Regions from separate parts of the Rattus norvegicus genome. Here region 1 is linked to region 2. A link is a contact called in public Hi-C data. All regions are on one chromosome and are shown on one strand. The core of a region is the stretch at or near the end of the contact, and the rest is flanking DNA. Distances in the headings are between cores, read along the strand shown. Region 1 holds the start of Rft1 (RFT1 homolog). Region 2 holds the start of Dcp1a (decapping mRNA 1A).

Region 1 (5,496 bases), core at 2,265-4,764, 170 kb after region 2:
TCCCTGCAGGGAGGTCACCTGGCACAGAAGCAAGCCGCAGGAAGGAACGCTGATTACGACAGCTTGATTAGTGACTGCCACAAATTCTCAAGGAATCCTTTTTATTCTTTCATGATTGATTCCAATTTGGGATTTTATGATTTTTTTCTTCAGATTTTATTTTTCAGCCTCCCAGTAGAATTTAAGTTACTTGTGGGCCAAACTTGTCTGCTAATATCATTACGCCCACCTTAACAGGACAGACGATGCCTATATTTATGTCTATATTCATTTTTTTGGTTCTTTTTTCTTTTTTTCCGGAGCTGGGGACCGAACCCAGGGCCTTGCACTTCCTAGGCAAGCGCTCTACCACTGAGCTAAATCCCCAACCCCTATGTCTATATTCATATCCAGATCAATATCATAGATACTGGGGCTTCACCCCAGGCCTTCACACATGCTGGGCAGTCGCAATACTACTGAGCCATAAACCCAATGCTAATATAATATCTCTTTAAAACAGTCAGCACTGACCATGCTCCAGTGAGTATATGGACAACATAAATTAGACTTGGTTTTTCTCCTTCTTTCTCCTCCTGCTCCTTCTCCTTCTTCTTCTGTGGGGAGGTCACAAAGGTTTGAGGGTGGACCTGGGAGAACTAGGAAGTGTGTGTTTTCAGGGTGCATTATGTGAAGTTGCCAAATAATAAAATAGGTTGGATTTAAACAAACAAACAAACAAACAAACAAACAACAAACAGCACACAGGGGGTCCTCCAGTTGGTGATCAGCAGAAGGAAGGTTCCAGAAGTCTGTCCGATGGTCAAACCTCATATTCTGTCTCAACACTCAACAGAGCTCCTTTTGTCTACGAAGATGAGGACACAGAGGTTTTGAATGGTGCAGTCCATGTCCAGCAGCCCTACAACAGTGATGCACCAGGAAGCATTCATGAGAGTTTAGGAATGCTCTCTGTCAGTACATAGGATGCAAATCCTGATGCACTCCTGCCTGCTTGAAGCTTCGCTGGATCAGTGGAGGCACACGCTTCTGTCTTCACTGTGATGCAGGCTCTATGAAGAACCAGACAAGAGAACGAAGTGCTTTAAAGCACTGTCAACAGTCAGCTTGAGTGGTTGTAACAAAACACCATAGACTGGGATGCTTAAACAACAGAAATTTATTTCTCCAATCCTGGATCCTAGGAGTCCAAGATCAGGGTGACAACCAGCTTGGTTCTTGTGAGGGGAACTCTTCCTGGTTTGTAGATGGCCACCTTCTTGCTGTATCCACTCACAGTGAACAGAGAAGTCATCTCTCCCAAATATTTTTTGAGGTACTGAAGGTCAAAACCATGTGTTTGCACATGGTAGGCAAACATTGCATCTCTAAACTATATCACCAGCCCTTAAATGTCTTCTTTATATAGCCACTCATCCAATAGCCAGCCCTCAAATATCTTCTCTTTAAATATGGCCACTGATCTCTCAAATGTCTTTATTATACAGCCACCAATCCACCATAGCAGCCTTCAAACATCTTTATACGGTCACTGACTCACTGTAACCAGCCCTCAAATATTACCACAAAAGTGACATCCTTATCCTAATTACTTCCCAAGTACTCTCCTGAGTGTATCTGTATATGTGTCAGGACTGTCACTATGTGACACATTTTGAGAAGACACATTTAGTTCAAAGCAAGTACAGACTGTGGGTAGTTAGGGGTCAGGATGGGGTCCCTGGAAAGGCAGAGTACTATCAAGGAAGAGATTTGGGCAGACACACAGTGACAGAAACAAAGAAACACTCAACAGGGACTCTTTAAGGACCACTAAGGGGTCCGGGTTTTTCATTTGTTTGTTTTGAGACAGAATTCCACTATGTCATTCTGGCTGGTCTGGATGTATGCTATGTAGACCAGGCTAGCCTCAAACTCAAAGAGATACAGTTGCCTCCTGAGTGCTGGGATGAAGAGATCCAAGTGTGAGTGTCTAAAATGTACTGATAAGGATGGCGATGATGTAAAAGGTGACACACAACTACCAGAGAGCAAGGAAGGCCCAAGAGCTTAGAAACGGTGATCGTTTATGCTGGGGACTTTGGGGAAAAAGTATGAAATACTTCCAGTCTGTCCTTTGACCTGGTCTGTTCTGCCCAGGTCCGTGATGTGCAGATTCAAACAAGGCACCTTGTACCTCCCAGGCTTCCTTTCCTCCTCTCTGACAACCAGGCCCAAGTATCAGAGCTTTGGGAAGGTTTCTACAAAACTCCATACATGAAAATGCTGTGTCTGACTTTTAGTCCCCGGTTCTTCCTTTGCAAAATGGGGAGAAGTCCTGTCCAGCCCAGTTGGTGGAAGGGTTCTGTACCTACATTTGTGTAAGAGCCAATGGCAAGAATCTGAGCGTCTCTGCTGAGCACTGTGTCCTGACACCACTGCTTGCTTGCTTTGCTTTGCTTTGAAACAGGGTCTTCTGCATCTTGGGCTTCAATCTCCTTATGCACCTAAGGACAACTTTAAATTTTTGGTCCTTCAGCCTTCACCCCTGAGTGTTGGAGTTCAGAGTAGGTGTATGTGGTACCTAGAGTTTCTCAAGTGTTTGGTGAACACACTATGAACCTCCAGCCTCTGACCCCAGTGTCTAATGCCATAGTATTGGATTTATTTGCAATAGAGACATATTCATAAAAGGAAACAACTTCCATTTAAAAAAATCAAAGCAAGAAGAGGGATGGGACTGTGGTATCTGTGGTAAAGCACTCACGTTACATTAATAAAGCTCTAGGTTCAATCCCCAGTACCGGGAAGCTAGGCAGGGAAGATGTTTAGCAGGCCTGCACATTAGCCGGGCAGGTTAAGAGTTTACCATGTAAACCTGCCAATCTGAGTTTGATCTCGGAACCCATGCAAAGGTGGAAAGAGAACTGACTTCTGAAGAGTTCAGTGATACACACACAACTACACTATACAAAATAAAATTTAATTAGAAAAACATAGATTACCTGGGAGCTGGAGACAAGAGGATCAGGAATTCAAGGCTATCCTAGACTCTCTAAGTGAATTCCAGGCCAGCCTTGGCTACACAGAAAGACCTTATTTCAAAATAACAGTTGGAAACCCTACACTTGGGAGTCAGAATCCGGCAGATCACTGAGTTCGAGGCAAGTCTAAAATTATGTATCGAGCTCTAGGCTAACCAGGGCTACATAATGAGACTCTGTCTCAAACAAAACAAAACAAAAAAACAAGCCAAAAGACATCATACCAATTGGGCCTAGGAGTGCGCCCTAGTTAACCCAATGTTCCAGAGGCTGCGATCTCTAGGTCAACATGGACTACAGGGACCGACGTTGAACACACTCTCAAAACAACAACAAAAACAAAAAGAAAATAAAACACCGAAATCAAACACAAGCAAGAAGCGGTAGAGACAGAGCCTCACAAGTTGTTTGGATTCGCAGCTCCTTGTGCTCCGCCTCCGTTGTCAAAGTCCCCAATCAGGAGCGAGTCTGTCCGTGACGCCATTTTTCCGCGACGAAGCAGGCGCGGGGCGCGTTTCCTCCTTTGAGCCGAGCCTCTGAGGCTATGGGCAGCCAGGAGGTACTGGGCCAGGCGGCCCGGCTGGCCTCCTCGGGTCTCCTGCTGCAGGTACTCTGCTGCGCCCGCTCCAGCGTGTGGTGCCCCGGCAAGGCCTCAGGGGGAGGCTACTCTGGGTTCCCCGCATTGCACGGGGTCCCACGGGGGACCACGACGGCGGGGAGGGGCGCCGGGTCTAGGAGTTGGGAGTCTACGGTTCCAGTCTCGGCTGATGCCATTGACAAAGATGCCTTTGCTTTCTGAGCATTGTATTACTGTGTGGTAATAGGAGACGATTTAAACAAGTGGTAGAGACGGAGGCTACTTTAATCTGATATTTTAAGGGGTTCATTTCCTGAGTGCTCCACACTTGATCCTCAAAACACCGTTCTTCAACTCTGATTCGCATTGAGTTTAGAGAGACCATATGGCATAGCTAAGAACAGGGATCCGGGTTCAGGCATTGCGTGCTGTGTGACCTAGAACACGTCACTTCAGTCCCAGAGTCTTTTAGCTCCTTGTTGACAAAATGAGTGTAATAGTATCTAATTCAGAAAACAATTTGCAAGGATTATTTGGGATCATTTGAATAAGAGCACTTAGCACAGTACCTGAATCCTAGTGCACTTAATAGACTGCGTCTGCAGTTTGTCCTTGGACAGACGTTTTTTGGCTTTTTATTTTTTTTTTCTTGTCAGTTCATCCACATGATCCAGAATCCACCTTCACCAAAGAGGCACAAAGAGGTTAGGAGAGAGAACCAGGCTGAGTTAGATTCAGGTTAGATGACTGCTTTTAAGATACAAATTACTTGGACTAGGTGTAGTGGCACAAGTCTTTCATCCCAACATTCAAGAGGTTGAGTTCTGTGTGAGTTCCAATCTGAGCTCCAGTCCAGATAGGGCTATATACTTAGACCCTATCTCAAAAATAAGTTAAAAATCACTTGACTTTTTACTGAGCATTTTTTTTTCGTTTCCTTTCTCCTTCCTTCCTGCTTGCCTGACTTCCTTCTTCAACTTCCTTTTCATCTTTGTCTTTGTCTTTTATTTTAAAAGACAAGATCTCTCTATGCCTTCCTGGCTGTCCTGTAATTCACTCTGTTGACCAGGATGGCTTTGAACTCAGATCTGCCCTGCCTCTGCATTTTATTTTATTTTATTTTATTTTATTTTTATTTTATTTTATTTTTTTTTTGGAGCTGGGTACCGAACCCAGGGCCTTGCGCTTGCTAGGCAAGCGCTCTACCACTGAGCTAAATCCACAACCCCTATTTTATTTTTTTTTAGAAAAGAGATTGCTATGTAGCCCAAGCTGGCCTTGAATTCTTGCTACTCTTGCTGCAGCATATGAAGTGCTGGGGTAACCATCCTGACATGTACCACCATCCCAGCTGCTTCCTCATTTTGAATGAGAACAGTACTGCAACTTCACAGGGTGATTAGGAAGATTAGATGAAATAATTTCTGTTATGTTCTGGTACACTACAAGGTGCTTAGTAAATGTTAGCTACTTTTATTAGCATAAGAAGTTTGTAAATGGCAGTGTAGGGTAAAATAAGCTACGTTTGAAGGATGTAGAAAAGTGCCTTGCACACAGTATATAAAGCAAAATTGGCTACTCTTCATTTAATTCCGTTTGTCTAGTTCTTTGTTTTTCTCTTTCACAGTATACACCAGTTCAATATATTATGCATAGTGTTTTGTTTTGTTTTTTTTTTAAGATTTACTTGTTTTTTGTGTATGAGTACACTGTCACTGTCTTCAGACACATTAGAAGAGGGCATCAGATTCCATCACAGATGGTTGTGAGCCACCATGTGGTTGCTGGGAATTAAACTCAGGACCTCTGGAACAGCAGTCTGTGCTCTTAACTGCTGAGCCATCTCTCCAGCAGCATAGTGTTGATTTTTTCCCCCCACCTTTGGAAATACCTTAC
Region 2 (5,720 bases), core at 805-3,304:
ATATAGAGACAAAATTTTAAATAACACACAAAAATTAGCATACAGAGGGAAAATGAAGGTACAGAAAGTGATGGGGTCCTACCCTCCACCACTGGGTGAAAGGCAGTCCAGATGTGGAACAAGGATCCCCAAGACTCTCATACCAGAATACTCCTCACTAGTGTGGAACTCTGAGCCATTCCCTTCTTCCCCTCCAGTCTGAATCAAATCAGCATTAAACACTAGGTTCCCACCTTGCCACTGGGCCATGAAGCAAACCTCAGCCCTTAACTTTACTTTCCCAAGGAGCACCTCCTCATCGAAAGCAGCAGTTCAAACCTCAGCACCTTCTTGAAGCCTTCCTACTGCCTTCAGAAGTTGGCTCAAGGCACCCCAAGACCATGTTCTCAGCACAGAGATTTATGTGCTCCAGGGGGAGAGAGAGCAGGGATAATGAACAAAGGCAGGAGATAGGAAGGCAAGGGGCTAAAAATTAAAGGGGTTGGGAGGAGAGGGGTAAGAGATGTTTGGGAAGGAGACAAAGGACTCTCTAGATATAGAGGAAATAGATGTGGTCCACGGGCAAATGGCAGTTTATAAAGATAAAAGGGGAAGCCCACGTTAGGATGATGTGTTTAATTTTAATTGGGCATGTTAATTAGCCAAAGGGGGCTTTTGATTGCTAGACTCCAATACTTTGATAGCCAGACCTTGGTAGTCAGCCTCAGGAGAAATTAATCTCTTATTAGGCTAAATTAAGGAACAGACCTTGGTGGCTAGTGTGAGGAATGCAATCTAACAGTCTTTAGCAAGGCAGAGGAAACTGGGGAGAAGGGCAAGGCCTGCCAGAGCCACGCCCACCATGCCGGAACTGGTTAAGAGTTCCTTCACTACCTTTCCTGGCTCAGACGGAAATAGACTCCACCCTCTGGAATTCAAAGAGAAATGTCTATCATGGGGTTATTTGCTTGCTTTTCGTTTCTCCTGGTGCCAAAAAGAGTTGGAAGCTTGGAACTGACAACCACTCTATAAGATCAATGAATGTGTACGTGAGCAAAGGGCGAACAAACCATAAGCTGTTCCGACTTCTTGCCTCACACGTGTTTCCGAACGGAAAGTCTGCCCTTCCATTAGCAAATGATCTTGGGATGTAAAACCACAAGCAACACAAATATATGGTGGTACTTTGATGGAAATGTAAAGTTTATCCTTTCAAAAACGTTCATTTGTGCCGAGATGTCCTCAATAAAGAAAAACGATGGTTTTTAAAGCAGCTCAATGAAAATAGGCTGAGCACGTTGTTTTACTTTGTAGTACCTGACCCCTTAGGATGCCCAATAATGTTGGCTTTTTAAGAGATCTACTTATTATTTAAGTAATAGGTCTTTCTATATTGCTTTTTTTTTCTTTTTTTCGGAGCTGGGGACCGAACCCAGGGCCTTGTGCTCGCTAGGCAAGCGCTCTACCGCTGAGCTAAATCCCCAACCCCGTAATAGGTCTTTCTAGAACAACAGAAATATTTATTTAGGACCCAGATGAAGGAAAAGACAAGCCAAAGAGGGGAAGCCGAGTACAGTGTAGTTCCAGGCAGGCTAGTTTGGCTGCTTTGAAACATTTCTTTCAAAAATTACCAAACAGTTAAGAGTGAAAGTGCAGCTCGGAAGTAAAGTACAGCTCCCTTTCCTCACTTGGTCTGAGTTTTCTCAATGGTCCATGAAAACCTCACTTCCACAGCAGCAAGCATTTCGATTCAGGGTATGTGCTGGGCTGCGGTCTCACTGGCAGGAGTCTGGAGCACTCAAGGAACAAGTTCAGATCCCGCCAGGTGAGAGAGGAGGACTCCGGAATGTCGGCTCGCCGAAGCTCCACCGCGCAGGCGCGGACGCCTGTACCTTCCGGCAGCCGCAGACCTAAAAAGATCGGAACCAGGCTCCCAGGGCATAGGAGCGGCGGATCAGATTAACTGAAGTACCACCCTCGGCAAGGCAGGTCGGATAGGCGGAAGTGGACGGCTGACTGAGCTGGGGGAACTTTGCCTGGATGGCACTTTCCTGTTCTCCAGTCCGCCCCCGCCCGAGGGGCTCGGCCTGGAGATCCAAGATGGAGTTGTTGAGTCGAGCTGAGCAAGAGATGAGTCTGGCGGCCTTGAAACAACACGACCCCTACATCACCAGCATCGCAGACCTCACGGGCCAGGTCGCCTTGTACACTTTCTGCCCCAAAGCCAACCAGTGGGTGAGTGAGGCCCAGCCGTGGAGAACGCCAGCCTGGCCGCTGCCGCCTCTTAAAGGGACCGCGCAGACAGCTTAGGATTGGGGGTGGGGTGTGGAGCAGAGTAGGACCGCAAAGGCGAGGCCCGAACCTCTCCCAAAGGTCCTTCCAGAGCCGAAGAGATGACGGGGGAAAGGGGAGGGACACGCGGAATTGGAGGAATGAAGGGTAGGAGTACACCAGAGACATAACAGGGAAATCAGATGGAGGACAGGAATGAGGCAGGATCAGTCTTTTTGGGGTCGGTTCTGGAGACTTGAGGTTGCATTGGCAGGATATGAGACAAGTTAATTTTTTTTTCTAACAAGTGATTGAAAACCTGTGTTTGAGACTTTGAAAACTATTAGATAAATCACGTGTTCTTGATTGCAAAATCCACTCCTCTTTCCCTGCCGACCTAAATGTGATGATTTGGATTTGAAGCTTAAAAATCAGTCTCAGGAGTTAGTCCAGCTTTAGCAGAACTGGTATCACCGGAGTTTAAAGAAAGATTTCAAGGCTACTTCAGTAAGAATTGGATTCCTTGGAGACGTTTTTACAAGAAAAAAAAAAAAAAAAGAGACCGGTGATAGGACGTTTGATCGCTCACTTCTTAGTTCTTTTTGGATTTTGTGAGTGGCATGGAGTTCCAGAAATTACATTCACTGACTTTAGTTAACCTCAACTTGAAGCACCTATTTACATGATGTCCTATTTCCTCCTGATGCTAGGCAGACACTGTACTGTTCCTCTACCACTGGGCTATATACCCAACCCAAGTTACAGTTTCTTAATCACATTTTCAGGCGTTTATTTTAAAAACCTACCACATTTGTCTAAGGCAGAGAATGGTTTCTATCCACGAGTCTTAACAAAGTTCTGAAAATATTAAATTGTGTTTGGTCACCACAAAATGTGTAACTCGTGAAAATAGTCCTAAATTCTCCAGAAATGAAACAGTATCTTAGAAGAAAACGTCCCGAGGGTTAGGGATTTAGCTCAGTGCTACACAGCTGTGCATCATGAGGCCCAGGCTCTGAGTTCAACCTGGTATCCCTTTTGAAGAAAGTTTCCATTCTTTTTCTATAAACCTCAATAGACTGCTCAAGTTTGGTTTGGTTTGGTTTTTGGTTTTTTTTTCCAAGTTTTTGGTTTTTTAAGTTGCAGTAGACAATACCTTGACTGGAGTATTAAGATACCTAGTTGAAAGGTTTTAGTGTTTGCAGAGAGAAGCTGGGGCAGAGAAATGGCTCAGTAGTAGCTAAGAGCATTTGGTGCTCTTCCCAAGGACCTGCCTCAATTTCCAGCATCCCCATGATGGTTCAGACCCATCTGTAACTCCAGTTCCAAGACGTCCAGTGCCCTCTCTAAGCTCCACGTACACACATACATGTGTTACAAAGAAATACGTATGCTGACAAAAGAGCCCTACATCTTTTCTAATTGAAAAAAAAATTTAATACATAAAATAAGTAAAGCTAAATCGCTTTTTTTTTCCCTTTAAATGTTCCTCACTGGCAAAAATAGACATGTGCTACAGATGTACACATATTGTTGGGTTGGACATACATAAACACAGGGGTGAACAGATACATAATTTGTTTAGATTTCTTTTAAAAAGTGAATTGCTTTACCTGTTCAAACGTGACTAATTTGGAGGCTAAAGAGACAGCTCAGTGGATGAAGTGCTTGCCTCCCCAGCTTGAGAACCTGAAGTATTCACACAGAAAGCTGGACGTAGTAGCTTGCACTTACGTGTCCTCTGGGGACATGGAGGCGCTTATGACACAACACTGGAGCTCACTGACCAGGAAGTGCAGCTAAATTGCCCATCTTCTGGCCAGTGAGACCCCCTGACTCAAAAGAAGGAATGACGCCTGAGAGTGACCGATGGCCTCTCCAGTTGTACACAAATGCCAGCGTGCATTCCCTTGAGCACATACACGATCGATTTCACAGTAAATAAGACAAGTTGGCCTGAACGTGTAGGTGCTTCACCAAGATCATTTGACCTTGGATTATTCCTGGAAAACTGACAGAGTCGTTGTCTGTTACAGGAGAAGACTGATATAGAAGGGACATTATTTGTATACCGAAGGTAAGTGGCTTAAGGATGTTTCTACTTCACTTGAATGGTGGTGATCGCTGTGGTGGAGCGTGGTCCGTTTCTATCGTGTATGTAGCTTTGGAGCCTTCCTGTTTATCTTCTTCCAGTTTTCCCCCACCCAAGCACTACAGTCCTACTACAGCTGCTGCTCTTCTTCCCATGTTAAAAAGAATGCATACGTACGAATGTCTGCGAATATAGTATAGTACAGTAGCTATAAAGTGATTGAGATAGCACTCTTGCCGGTCTGTAGTTTCTGATGAGAATTTGCCTTCTGTGGCTGGTTCTGCCCCTTTCCTGCCTCTTCCCAAAGTTCTAGGTCATTCCTAATTCATATACATTTTACTTTAAACTTCTCTGAAAATTCTTTTTTTTAAAGATTTATTTATTATATAGGAGTACACTGTAACTGTCTTCAGACACACCAGAAGTGGGCATCAGATCCCATTACAGATGGTTGTGAGCCACCATGAGTTCACCCTGGGATTTGAACACAGGGCCTCTGGAAGAGCAGTTAGTGCTCCTAACCACTAAGCCATCTCTCCAGCCCCGAAAATTAATTCTTTAAATGGTTGGTTTGTAAAGGTTGACAACTTTACCTTGTTTGGCAGCATAGGGGCCTCATCCTAGGTGGCCCACAGGATGAGACAAGTCATGAGACCCTTGTATTCCCAGGTACCCATAGCTCTTGGTGTTAGAGGCAAATCCCTTGCCTATTCTAGAACTTTGAGCGGTAGCAGCAAGGCTACAGACATTGGTTCTTTTTGTGCCGAGTTCTTTTTTGGACAGCCATCCTCCACTGGTACCACTTTATAAGAATGGAGTGTTATTGTAAATGTTAGTGTAGAACGTTGTGATCTTGTCTAAATACACTTTTTCCTTTAAATGGAAGTATTTCGAGGTTTGTATGACAAGCTCCTCTTTCTTTGATACTCTTTTCTCTACTTCATTTTTCTTCTCTAAAATAAAAAAGATCTAACTCCAACCTCTTCATTAACAATATAAGTCTCTAAGAACCCCTAACTATTATTAGAACAGTAGTGTCTGTATACTCAGGGATATTTATAGCTCTAATTTTAAGGAATAAGCATAATGTCTATAACATTTGGGGATATTTATAGGTCTAATTTTAGAAGAATAAAACAGATTGGAGAAAGTGGGAACTTCAGTATAGTGAGTAACTTCATTTAAGACAATTCATACAAACTATAGCATTGGTCTAAGAAAAGGAGGCTTAAGAGCCTCTATTTGGGAACTGAAGAACATTTTCTGTACGTTGGACAAAAATACACTAGAATGTCATAATGTTACTTTGCAGGAATCAAAAAGAAAACTGGATTTGGAGTTTTTAATTTGTGTGACTTTGGGCATGAGCCTTAATTCT

What was found. Hi-C and Micro-C count contacts between places; a contact is called where the count stands out from the background.
Region 1: a contact with region 2 is called in a Hi-C map of frontal cortex, with 2.0 times the contacts expected there. The contact joins the promoter of Rft1 here to the promoter of Dcp1a in region 2. A contact is called at or near these places in 2 of 12 Hi-C or Micro-C datasets (the A7r5 cell line and frontal cortex).

The regions. Positions count from the first base shown.
Region 1 is chr16:5,830,032-5,835,527 of GRCr8, forward strand. It overlaps Rft1 (RFT1 homolog), which reads left to right and starts at 3,515. Exons shown (of 13, transcript NM_001135866.1): 1 at 3,515-3,630. The coding sequence starts at 3,568. LOC134482446 (a long non-coding RNA gene) reads right to left here and starts at 3,509. Exons shown (of 2, transcript XR_010058555.1): 1 at 3,248-3,509; 2 at 68-1,052.
Region 2 is chr16:5,661,383-5,667,102 of GRCr8, forward strand. It overlaps Dcp1a (decapping mRNA 1A), which reads left to right and starts at 2,055. Exons shown (of 10, transcript NM_001191831.2): 1 at 2,055-2,214; 2 at 4,287-4,327. The coding sequence starts at 2,080.